3 separate regions of the Mus musculus genome follow, and regions 2 and 3 are each linked to region 1. Evidence: chromatin contacts called from public HiChIP or PLAC-seq and Micro-C data. All regions are on one chromosome and are shown on one strand. Each heading gives the region's core, a stretch centred on a gene start, on an enhancer-like site or on the middle of the called end of the contact. The rest is flanking DNA. Distances are from core to core; before and after follow the strand shown. Region 1 has its middle 37 kb from the start of Gm36703. Region 2 has its middle 22 kb from the start of Gm41046. Region 3 has its middle 100 kb from the start of Pik3r1.

What was found. HiChIP or PLAC-seq counts read pairs in DNA pulled down with a chosen protein or histone mark. A called contact is a pair of places that touch in the nucleus more often than the background predicts.
Region 2: a contact with region 1 is called in a Micro-C map of granulosa cells, with 3 times the contacts expected there. The contact joins two enhancer-like sites. A contact is called at or near these places in 1 of 15 datasets of contacts at CTCF or cohesin (the NIH/3T3 cell line), 9 of 484 Hi-C or Micro-C datasets (the C10 cell line, the HPC-7 cell line, brown adipocytes and 5 more) and 5 of 115 datasets of contacts at active chromatin or transcription factors (embryonic basal ganglia, fibro-adipogenic progenitors, heart atrium and 2 more).
Region 3: a contact with region 1 is called in a RAD21 HiChIP or PLAC-seq map of pro-B cells, with 4 times the contacts expected there. The contact joins two enhancer-like sites.

The regions. Positions count from the first base shown.
Region 1 is chr13:102,310,302-102,314,314 of GRCm38.p6, reverse strand. No RefSeq gene overlaps it. Among named protein-coding and RNA genes, the nearest start is that of Gm36703, 37 kb to the left of the region's middle. Within about 2 kb of position 2,079, at least 5 of the 459 cell types and tissues checked have an H3K27ac peak or open chromatin away from gene starts, as enhancers often do. A contact at or near this core is called in the HPC-7 cell line and pro-B cells, where this site is marked.
Region 2 is chr13:102,642,963-102,646,791 of GRCm38.p6, reverse strand. No RefSeq gene overlaps it. Among named protein-coding and RNA genes, the nearest start is that of Gm41046, 22 kb to the left of the region's middle. Within about 2 kb of position 1,766, at least 71 of the 459 cell types and tissues checked have an H3K27ac peak or open chromatin away from gene starts, as enhancers often do. A contact at or near this core is called in the HPC-7 cell line, where this site is marked.
Region 3 is chr13:101,865,764-101,869,700 of GRCm38.p6, reverse strand. No RefSeq gene overlaps it. Among named protein-coding and RNA genes, the nearest start is that of Pik3r1, 100 kb to the right of the region's middle. Within about 2 kb of position 2,595, at least 59 of the 459 cell types and tissues checked have an H3K27ac peak or open chromatin away from gene starts, as enhancers often do. A contact at or near this core is called in pro-B cells, where this site is marked.

The DNA.
Region 1 (4,013 bases), core at 830-3,329:
AGAAACCTGAATTAGCTGCTGCATCAAGCCTATTGGTCTGCAGAGGGGATAGAGGCTGTGATGGTCTTGGGAATAACGCAACCTGTATACACCCTCTTACAGAAAAGAAAGAAAGTACACGGGGGAAGCGCATAACCTTAACCAGCAACAACCTAGTGCAATATTTCTCCATATTCTATAATTTGAGTGGAAACTCTGTAAGTCCTACTTGCTACTTAATTTCTCATAGCCCTGGGAAGAATAGCTCTAGTCCAACCACTATGGAGTCTACATTTTAGGAGAGAACTGTGAGGATAATCTCCCGTGGACTGTGTTGAAGAATTACCCGTCAATAAAAAAAGCTAATGGCAAAGAAACTGAGGCAGGATTAGAAGGCGGGACTTTTGGCTGGGACTTCCGGCTAAGAGAGAGAGTCAGGTAGGACACTCACCATCTGACTCAGAGGAGACGAGGTATGAAACTGAGGTGAGCTAACCAGCCAAGTGGCACACATAGAATGGAATAAATAAGTTACATAAGTTATGAGCTAGTCATGGAATGAGCCAGACCTTATGGCCTAGGCATTCGTTCTTAAATAATTAAGTCCCAGATTTGTTATTCTAGAACAAAGAGGCCAGATAGAAAAGCTTGTAGCCACAAAAGCTATTATGATCATAACACATGAACAGTATATAATATACTACAAGAAGAGTTGCACCTGAGTGTGAGAGACAATGACTATATTTAGAAGGTTGTCATATGTGAGAGGATTTATTCTTGCTCTATATAGATTAGTAGACTGCCCAAGGACACAGGGATACACCTAATTTGAAAGGTTTTAACTTAGGAGAACAATTTCAAAGTTGTGATTTCTCTCTCTTTAGAAGCGAGCAAGCATTGACTTGATGATTATGGATTTGGGATAGTATTGGGAACTGATAGCCTTTCTGGGCTGAGTAAGGGATTCTGCTATGCAGTCTACATTATCCCTTCCTGGTTCCAAGTTCTTAGATTGACAGCTATCTGAGGTACTTGTGAAAGTGACTGGTGTGCTAACATGGATGCAGGAAAGATAACTGTAAATGTAAAACTAGAAATGCTCCTTCAGGGTAAAGATTTATGAAAAAAGGGAGAAGCCATCACTTAGGTGATATCATGTTAAGAGATTCTACCTAGAAATAAGAAATGTTAAGAGACATAAAATGTAAAATTTGTGAATGATTTTATATAAAGGAGAGAAAAAGAATAACAGGGTGAGTTTAAAGCATCAAGGATAATGACATATATTATGGTAGGGCTACTGAGACATGTAAAAAAACTGCATGGGAACAGGCTTGGGTATAAGCATCAGTTGGCTTTAGAGGAGGTTGATCAGTGATTTTCTAAAAGCAATTGAACTGTGCTAGATTTTAGGAGAGGGTCAAGCTAGAGTAATAGATTGGAAATTAATTGTATTTGTGTAATAAATTTAAAAATAAAAGATTAACTAGAAGGAGTAAAGTAGCAGGATGATAAAACCAATTTTTGAGAACCACAGCAAGAGACATACATTTGAAGGTGAAATTCCTGTCAACAGTGGGAAGTGATGAAAAAATCAGAATGTAATCATGAAAGTTAATGTTGGAGTTTAGATTTAATTCTATATTAGAAAAATTAGAGGAGTATACATATATAGGAAAACTCAGATAAGAAAAGCTAATATTTAGAGGTCTATAAGAAGAATTAGAATAAATAGAATAAACTGAACATTTCAGAGGTTAAAAAACAAGTTGATGGATGGGCATAGAAAATTGTATGACTAGATCCCTAATTTGAGGTAGCAATAAAGGAAAGAGATAATTCTACCCAGTATAAGCCAACTGAGTAAAGAGATGAGGCATGAAAGCAATGAAAAAAGGAAGTTTAAAATGCTCTACTTAAAAACAGATTTTAAGGCAAACAGGAAAGAGAGGCCTGAAGGAAGGCTGCACGTTAGTACAGCAGGGAGATAAATGCTTCCAATACTAGAGCGCAGAGGCAGAGGGAGCACTTACATTGAGGGACTTATCCTCATAAAAATGATATCTCTAAGGTCATAGTTTACATTTGGCCCCTAGAAACAGGAACTTGATGGCTGACGGCTTAAAACCCTAGTGTGCTTCTTATTTACTTAATATGTTATCTGGAGCTTAGAGGAGTCATCATTCATTTGGCAGCACAAAACTGTATTAAGAAAATGAACCAAAAACCACTAGGCTCTGTATTTCTGCTCTGCCATTCCCCCCTCCCCTACCTTGTTTTTGAGAATTTCATATATGCATGCAATGAATTATGGTCATATCTACCCTCACTTTCATTTCTAACACACCGCTCTTTTGTTCCCATGTCAGTGTTTCCTGGTCATGGCTTAGCAGGTTTTTCTGCTGATATTTTATTTTCATGTTGCCTTAGAATCAAGTTTCAGAGCAAAGAGCTTTACTCTGTAGGACATTTTTACTCTCTAAGAAAGCCTTTGGCAGAATGGTGCTCTATAGCCTAGACAATATTCCTTTAATTATCCTAAAATTTCTCATAGAAGACGAACTTAAATGCAAGAATATCAACAAATGAATATCTGACTCAGGTGGGAAGAATCCCGAACTTCCATAGATACAGAGAGCCCTTAAACTGTGGGACTTACAAGGAACGATACCTGGGAGATCCAGGGCTTCCACTCTGTGTCTAAGTAAAGCTGACTGCTTCTGCCCTGGAGCCTGGAGTTGGACAACTCTCTAGTGGATGGCAGAAGCCGGCACCACCAGCCTCCCATTGGGTTCTTTATTATCAATACTTTCACCCCACTATACATGCCATCTCTGCTTGCACTCTTGTGACTTGACTAAGGATTGTTTGTTTCTTTTGAATTCATGTATCCACTCTTGTTCTTTTGGAAAGCATCCGAATCTTTTCCTTTTAGCTTCCTAATGTCCTGAAATTCTAGTGAGTCTTCTATAATTTTATCATTTAAAATTCACTAAACTAATCTTAGGTAAGAACAATCCATTCAGATTTAAAGAAAGTAACCACTGAAAGGTGAGCCCTGGCTAGGTGGGCTCTTTACTTAATTGTTTCACTATCTGTTTCATAGTTATATGCTACTATTTTTTTTAAATCTCTTCCTTTGTCATTTGCTGATTTCATTGTGGTATGCTCATATATTTTCATCTATCCTTGTTGTATCTACTACAGCTTTTATTTGTAAATTGGTACGACAGTTACATAAAACATTTTTTATCACAATATGTCCAAAATCTTCACTGTCTTATTCCCACTTCATAGTTTATGTTATTGATGTAACTGGCTTTTAACACTATTGTAAACATTAACAATTTTTGTGATTACAATTACTCTTAGTACTTTGCATTGTTATAGTGGAGTTAAAAATGACTTATTCATAACCCCAAAGAAGTGCATACTTTGTATTTATTTGCTTATCACTAAGGATCTATACATTTTTCAATACTTTACTCTGCTGTTTAATGAATTCTCATTTTCACTCAAAGAACTCTGTTTAATACCTATGCTAGGGTAGGCATTGTATCAGATCATAGTGGGATAAAACTAGAAATTAATAGAAAGAGCAATCCACAGAAAATACACGAATATTTGTAGACTAAAGAATGTACTTGGTATTAATAGGGCCATTGAAGAGATCAGAGAGGAAATTAAAACATTCCTAGAATTGGATTGTAAGTGTAGCATGGCTTGCTAGAACCCTTGGGATATGGCTATGACAGCTCTAGGAAGAAAGTTTATAGCTCTCAATGCTTACATTAAAAACTTAGGAATAGCAAGTAAGTAACCTACTGATATGCCTCAAGGTTCTAAAGAAGCAAGAAAAGGCTAAATTTAAATGCAGTGATAAATAAAAGAAACAATAAATAGTGGAATTTAAAGTATTAAAATAGAAAGTAAAAAAAGAAAAAAACCAAAAACCAAAAATAAAAAAATATGCCTCCAAAAACCAACAAACCAACCAACCAACCAACCAAACAAACAAAACACCCCGCAAAACA
Region 2 (3,829 bases), core at 517-3,016, 330 kb before region 1:
TTAAAGTCCCCATCCAGCCTGATGCTGAGAGCTACTATGACATGGTGGTCCCCGCAGGACCGGGCTTCCTTCCAGGTCTGCCTATGCACAGACTCTGAGCCAGCATCCAGGAGAGTGGGCAGGCCCTCTCTAGTTTCCAGAAGGAATCGACAATTCTCTTCCTGTGCAGATAAAGGAACAATTATACCACTGGGGACTTACTGGAAAGTGAAGCGGGCTCACCAGGAAGCAGCAGGAATTTGCTTCTCAGTCATTTTCTCCACAGTCTGGCCCCGAGTCTGCCAGACTGAGAAAGGTCAGCTGGGATCACTGGCAGACTTGGAAAACTTCCAGAACCTTCACTTGTGGGATGACACATGGGGGTTTGTCAATTTCCGTGGCCCACTTGGGACTTCCTGTGGCCCATCCAGTTACCTCATCCTCTCCAGGTTCAAACACATAAGAGTTTTATCCTCAGCCGCTCTGTCAGGGCGACACTGTTGTGACACTGTCTACAAATGCGACTTTCGAGTCCTTGACCCCTATGCCTTCTTTGCGGATTTCTTGTTGACGTTTGAGAAAGTCAGAAGCCATTGTCTTTCACAGAGGTCAAATCTAGGAGCTGAGGCGAAACCCGATGTCTATGCCAACGGGGCTGGATGTTTATCCTTGAGCTTATGTGCACGCATGCATGCACAAAGTTATGTGTGAATCTCAGCTCGCCCTTTAAATTAGGTCACCTTTTCCAAGGCCTCCACTCAGGGAAGGTCCTTGAGCAGCCTTGGTGCTCTTAAGTAGCCCAGGGACCGGGTCCTTTCTTGTTAATGTCACCCCCAGGTATCCTCTCCTCTTTTGTTTCTACCATGCAAATTTACCTCCCGGCCTGTTTCAAATTTCTGAGAGTCAACGACTTACAAAGGTGGATGGAGCCTTCAGTGGATTTAGTTATCTAAATCTTAAAAACTCTATTCCATGATTACCTACCTCAAAGCTTGACAGTCCACACCTGTCATTGGACCGGAGTTTCTTCGAGTGTAATGAAGCCTTCAGAATTGAAGTGGTTTTGGGAGACATGGGGGGAAGAGTTCTATTATTTTTACAGAGTGGCACTCTTCTCCCTGGAGATAAGAAGGCTGGGTCTGGTGTGAGGCTGGAAAAAAAAAGCAAAACAAAAAACAAAAAAACAAAAAACAAAACAAAACAAAACAAAAAAAAGAGAAGGGAAGGAAAGAATATTTGATTATTTCTTCATAAACCACCAATTCCTTTAGCACCTGGCTGTGGCTCCTGCTGCCGTGTGGAGAATATCAATGGCTTTAATATTCCCATCGTTGTGCCTTGGAATCAGTTGCCTGTCCTGCTGAGCTCTCTGAATTTCAGACCAGCGCCAGCCCTGAAAACCACGGCAGATGTAAGGGAAGTTTAGCCAGAATGCTCTCAGTTAAAGCCCGCCTCAACATTTCTCCTGTGCCCATGGGGTTTTAGCACACCCCTCTCCGCAGTCCCTTGATTGAGGGGCATATCCCTAAGTGTGCAGGTACTACATTAGGACATTTTCATAAAAATTTTTAATGGTCTATTTTGTTTGAATTGGGTCATTATTCTCAGTAGCATCACTGGCAAAGAACAACTCTTGAATATTAACTAGAAGGAAAGAGAAAACAATAACAAAGGCGAAACAAAAATCTCCAACAAGCCGAGTCCGGGAAAGGAAGCTGAGGTTAGGCTGGGTGTATAAATTTCATATGGCTCATGACCACAAGGTGGCGCTATGAAAACACCTCATTTCCAAACCCCGAAAAAGATACAAATAAGGAAAACACAATGAAAGAGCCTTTCGTGCAGAAAATAGTCTGTGTCAAGAGCGAGCCAGCAAAACGCATGCACCAGCAACGCCTGTGTAGTCTGCTGTATGCATGTGGATCCCGCCTGTAACCATTTTAAGGAGCAATGTTATAGGGAGTGGAAATTGGTATTTTTGCGGGGGAGGGTAGACATTTTATAATTGATACTTTTATAATTCAAACAGGAGCTTCAACATGTGTTAAATTTTTTACATTGATTATTAAATGCATTTCATCTCCCTGGCATCTTTGAAAGTGTGACATTTTAGACATCAGAATGATAGGCTAGGCTTTCTACCCCTCAACCCACTTCTATTCTACGTTGAGAGCTTGCACAGTGGGGGACATTTATTTAAAAACAATTAGTGCCCCATTAAGGGAAACATGAAGCCTGCGGGTCACAGATGTTCTCGGCTGCTTTGGGAAATTGTCATGTAGGAAGTTGGTAAATTAATACTCTGTGGAAAATAGTTCTGTCCTTTAGACATGTCGTCTGTTATGTGACTCCCTGATGTCAGTGCCACGTTATTTCCAGTGACTAGAGTCGTGGCAGAGTGTTCTGTATGTGCATAAGGCGTCCATTTGCCGACAGTGAGATGAAAAGCTGGTATTTCACAAGTTTGTACACGGAAGATGGGATGTTGCTATAATGGCTCGGACAATCTGGTTCCTGAAGGCAGGAGTGGAAAGTCGTCCAGGGGAACAAGCAGAGAAGCCCAGGGATTCGCATTGCTGAACTCAGAGCAGCCCTCTAGATCAGGAGATATGAGAGCATTTCCATTCCTACCATGAGGTCCCAAGAACTAACTCCCCTACGAGTGCCACACTACACGGCAGGAAATGGCATGGGGCCTTGTAGTTATTCTCTAGGGAAAAATTCAGGGATGTTAGAGGGAAATGTCTACACATCACAATTTGAATTTAGATAAAAATCTAATAAAACATTATGAATTACTTTAACAAAGAAAAGGAAAGAGACAATATAGAGAGCAGTGTGTGTATGTGTGTGTGTGTGTGTGTGGCTGGAAGTATTTTGTTGTTATTATGTGACAGAATCTCACTCTGTTGCCCCATCTGGTCTTGAGTTCATGGGTCCTTAAGATTCAGCAAACAAAGTCTCCGGGACTCCAGCCCAGCACTGCTGTATCTGACTGTGAGCTGGGTTTGAACCCGGGGCCTCCAGTGTGCCAAGCCTATACTTTACCATTGAGTTATACCCTGAGGGTGTGTGTATTTCTTTTCTCCTTCTTTTATATAATCTCATCACTTTGTCAGTCAAGCTGTCATATTTTCCCATCATCCACAGAGCAGGTGGCCAGGGGAAGGTCCCTGGTTTTCCCTCTAGCTGGGGAAAACCATACAGGTCGCTGATGAAAATTATGGCTGGGTTGATTCTTGGCTGACTCAATTACAGAGGCATTGCTCCAGCTGTAAATACAACTCATGATATAAAAATTATCCAGTCCCTACTTGGGGAAAAAAAGATGCTAATTAAAATATGAACCTCTAAGGAATGTTCCTTATTTAGATAACCAGTGTGTTAACTAAATTTGAGCCTGCAGCAATATAAACAGCTATTTCTGCTACTACTGCTATGAATTGTTTTGAAGTAGTCAACAGAACTGTATATTATTATTATACGAATCATATGTCTATTAGCTTGTAGAAAAGGTATATGGAAGGAAAGGTGTGTGTGTGTGTGTGTGTGTGTGTGTGTGAGAGAGAGAGAGAGAGAGAGAGAGAGAGAGAGAGAGAGAGAGAGGGAGAGAGAGAGAGAGAGAACTGTAAAGAAAGTAAAGTTTGCAATATACCCTGTCATACATTGGGCCAAGATAGCAGCTATTTCTGATACATATACACATTGTTCTTTTTATATGCCAATTCTCACAGTACATTGGGGATCCAAGCAACTTGTTTGGACAATTCATCACATTATCTTTAAAAAAATTCAGATAATTTGATGGTGTTTTAAAAAAATTAAGATACCATATATCCTATGGTAATTA
Region 3 (3,937 bases), core at 1,346-3,845, 450 kb after region 1:
AGGAAAGGTTTGGTGATCATAAAATATCTTTAATGGAGGCAGAAAGAATAGTAAAAAAGGGAAAACACCCCAGACATCAGATGACAAAGGTGTATTCATGTTTTAAAATTCTGACCTTTCAGGTGGTCCTTATTTATGTATTGAATCCAGAGTATTCCAACCTCTCACACAACAAACAGTATCTCTCACACTTATACTAGTAGACATAGGCACACATAAGCACACCTAGTAACATGGTTGGTACCACCTGAGCTCACACTAAAGCTCTGGACTGAATATCATGGATTTAAACTAAAGACATTACTCAGTCAGTATCATAGGAAGATTTCTGAAGTGAGTCTCAGGACTCTCACCCTTGAGTGACATCCTTCCCTCCAGTACAGGCAGAATCCATGAATATGACCATGTAATCAGTGTGGCAAGTGGCTTGGGCAGGTGTCAAAGTGTTCTCAGATCAGATCAATTGAAAGAGGTCATCTGAAGTAGGTCTGTCTTTGCCACCTGAGCCCTGTACATCCACATCTGGAGTTCAGAGAAAGGAAGCACAAGGGTCGAGGGGCTGTGCCATTGCCGAGTAAACACTGAAGAAACAAGGTGGTAACAGAAAGAACAGTCTCCTGCTCACAGCCAGGGAGGGATGGACTTCAGTAACCTCAAGCAACTAGTTTCTTCCAACAAACAGAATGAGGTCGGGAGTGGACTATCCAGATAGAAACTCAGGCCTGACAATGTCTTGATTGAGTCTTGTGATAGCCTGAGCAGATGCCATAGAGGACTCCTGTCCTACAGAACTATGAGCTAATGGATGGATGTTGTTGGAAGTCGTCAAATGTGTTATCTGTTGCCCAGCAACAGAAAACTAACATGCTGAGGAAAGATGTTTGTCTTCATCCCTTTCAATGCCCCAAATCATTTATCTTCAAACTGATTTGCTTGAGGAATAAAATAAAGTTGTGAGCGTCAGGTATTTGTGGAACTGCATGTATAGGGATTAGTAAAATGACTGCAATTTGATTCTTTAACAATTCTTTAAGTCAGTGGAGACCACTAAAGAATAGAAATGAAGCATTTCAACAGGCTTGGTGTACCACTGGCCACATAGCATACAGCACAGTGTACATTTGCCTACATTTTAATGTGCACATGTAAGTTACTTTTATAAAAATTTTTATCATCTACTATCAGTACACATTCAAGCCCTATCATCTGACAACATAATATGTTTCACAAATGAATTGACCATTTCTAATGTAGTTTTCTCCTACATCAAATGAACAATACTGGATTTTTATTTTGAATCTTGAATTTCTTTAAGGTATTTTCATACAGACATCAAATATTTATTGAACCTCTGCTATGTATCAGACATGCCCAAAGATCTTCAGTATATAAAGGTGATTAAAATAGAAAATAGATTTGACTTAAAAAGTTTAGTCTAACAGAACTTACATATAAGAATTATACACATATTACCATATATTATAACATCTATGCATACATAATTAGACATGCATAAATGAATATATTCACATGTAAAATTAAGATAAAAGCTTCAGATGTAAGACTCTCTTTCATCCTTAAGAACCACTATGTTCATAGCAGCCTTATTTATAACAGCCAGAAGCTGGAAAGAACCCAGATGCCCCTCAACAGAGGAATGGATACAGAAAATGTGGTACATTTACACAATGGAGTACTACTCAACTATTAAAAAGAATGAATTTATGAAATTCCTAGCCAAATGGATGGACCTGGAGGGCATCATCCTGAGTGAGGTAACCCAATCACAAAGGAACTCACACAATATGTACTCACTGATAAGTGGATATTAGCCCAGAAACTTAGGATACCCAAGATATAAGATACAATTTGCTAAACTCATGAAACTCAAGAAGAACAAAGACCAAAGTGTGGACACTTTGCCCCTTCTTAGAATTGGGAACAAAACACCCATGGAAGGAGTTACAGAGACAATGTTTGGAGCTGTGACGAAAGGAAGCAAGATTTTGCTGAAAGGACCCAGATGTAGCTGTCTCTTGTGAGACTATCCCGAGGCCTAGCAAACACAGAAGTGGATGCTCACAGTCAGCTATTGGATGGATCACAGGGCCCCCAATGGGGGAGCTAGAAAAAGTACCCAAGGAGCTAAAGGGATCTGCAACCCTATAGGTGGAACAACATTATGAACTAACCAGTACCCTGGAGCTCTTGACTCTAGCTGCATATGTATCAAAAGATGGCCTAGTCGGCCATCACTGGAAAGAGAGGCCCATTGAACTTGCAAACTTTATATGCCCCAGTACAGGGGAACGCCAGGGCCAAAAAGTGGGAGTGGGTGGGTAGAGGAGTGGGAGGGAGGGTATGGGGGACTTTTGGGATAGCATTGGAAATGTAAATGAGGAAAATACCTAATAAAAAATATTTAAAAAAAAAGAATAAAGTCCTATACACTCGATTACAGTGTTACAACATTACAGTTGACACTCAACACCATTAAGAATCTAGAAATTCCACATTCCGATTCTCATTCTGCTAGTGGCTCATCAGGGCAGCAGTGTGCAGAGCCAGTCCCAGCCAGTCTGCTGCCTGTAATTCTAGCCAAATGCCCATTTCCCCACCAGCCATGTCATTAATCAAGTTTCAGGTTTAGTTGCTGTCTTAGTTTGCTTCCTGTTTCTGTGAAAAAACCACAGGCCGAGGCCTTTTACTGCTTAACACGAACACATTTCTGATTACTGAGAGACTTCAGTTCAAAGAGACATGTCCTTGTTTTAGCTCAGGTCATTGTATAATACTGTATTTGTCACAGCAAGTTCAAAGCAAGGGAAAGTGCATGCAATTAGCATGGACGGCAGGAAACATGGCACAGGACCACTGAGCAGGGTTGGGGAGGTGAATGATGGTATGCAACGTGTACAGAGATCAGGGTCTCAGAAACAGAAGGCCATCAGCATGGTTTGTGACTCAGGAAAAAAAAAGAGCAACTTGTGCGACTTCCAAATGTGCTTCCTAGCTTTGTCCATTTAAGTAATTTATTTGCCAATTTTCAATGTATCAAAAAACTTACTTTAGTAATGTGTCTCTGAATAGTCTAGCAAAGTCAAATGAATTCAACAGCCTTTAAGGATATTTTATTTTAGATACTTTAAATGAAGCACTGTTTATTTAATTTTTTAAAATTACATAGGCACTTGTATAATGAATCCTAGTTATTTTATTCCTCACTTTCCTCTGATGCCCCTCCCTCTCCTGATGGATCCCTTCTTCTCTACATGTCACATTTCTACTTCTGTATGTGTGTATGAGAGAGAGAGAGAGAGACAGAGACAGGGAATTTACTTACACCATCTTGCCAATAACAGAAGTATTTTTAATATACTACTTGTATTAATTCATACAGAATGTTATACATGCATACAATATATTTTGATCATATTCACCTTCCACTACTCCCCCTAATACCTCCAAGATCCACTCTCCAGCCTCCTCATTCCCACCCAATTTCCTGACCTTTAAAGCTAACAACAACATTGAGTCCAATTTTTGCTATCCATATTCTTGTGGGTGTGAGTCGTCCACTGGAGAACAGACAACTTACCAAGGGCCACTGCCCTAAAGAAGACTAAATCTCCCTCCTCTAAGGGCCAGCAACTGTCAATAGCTCTTCAGCTAGAGGTGGGAATGCTGGTCTTCTGGCAGATTTGATCTTATGTAAGACTTGTGCAGGCAACTACAGCTATTGAGTTCATGAGTGGCCTATTTGACCCAGTCCTTCCTTACCTCTGGCCCTTCCAGATCTTCTACTTCTGTATGATGAGATGATATAGCTATCTCATTAAGAGCTAGCTGCTCTCCATTACTTATCCTATAAAATTTGGTCTTAGATGCTGCCTCCGTTGTTATATGAAGCATCTCCAACTATAGGTGTGTGCAGCAC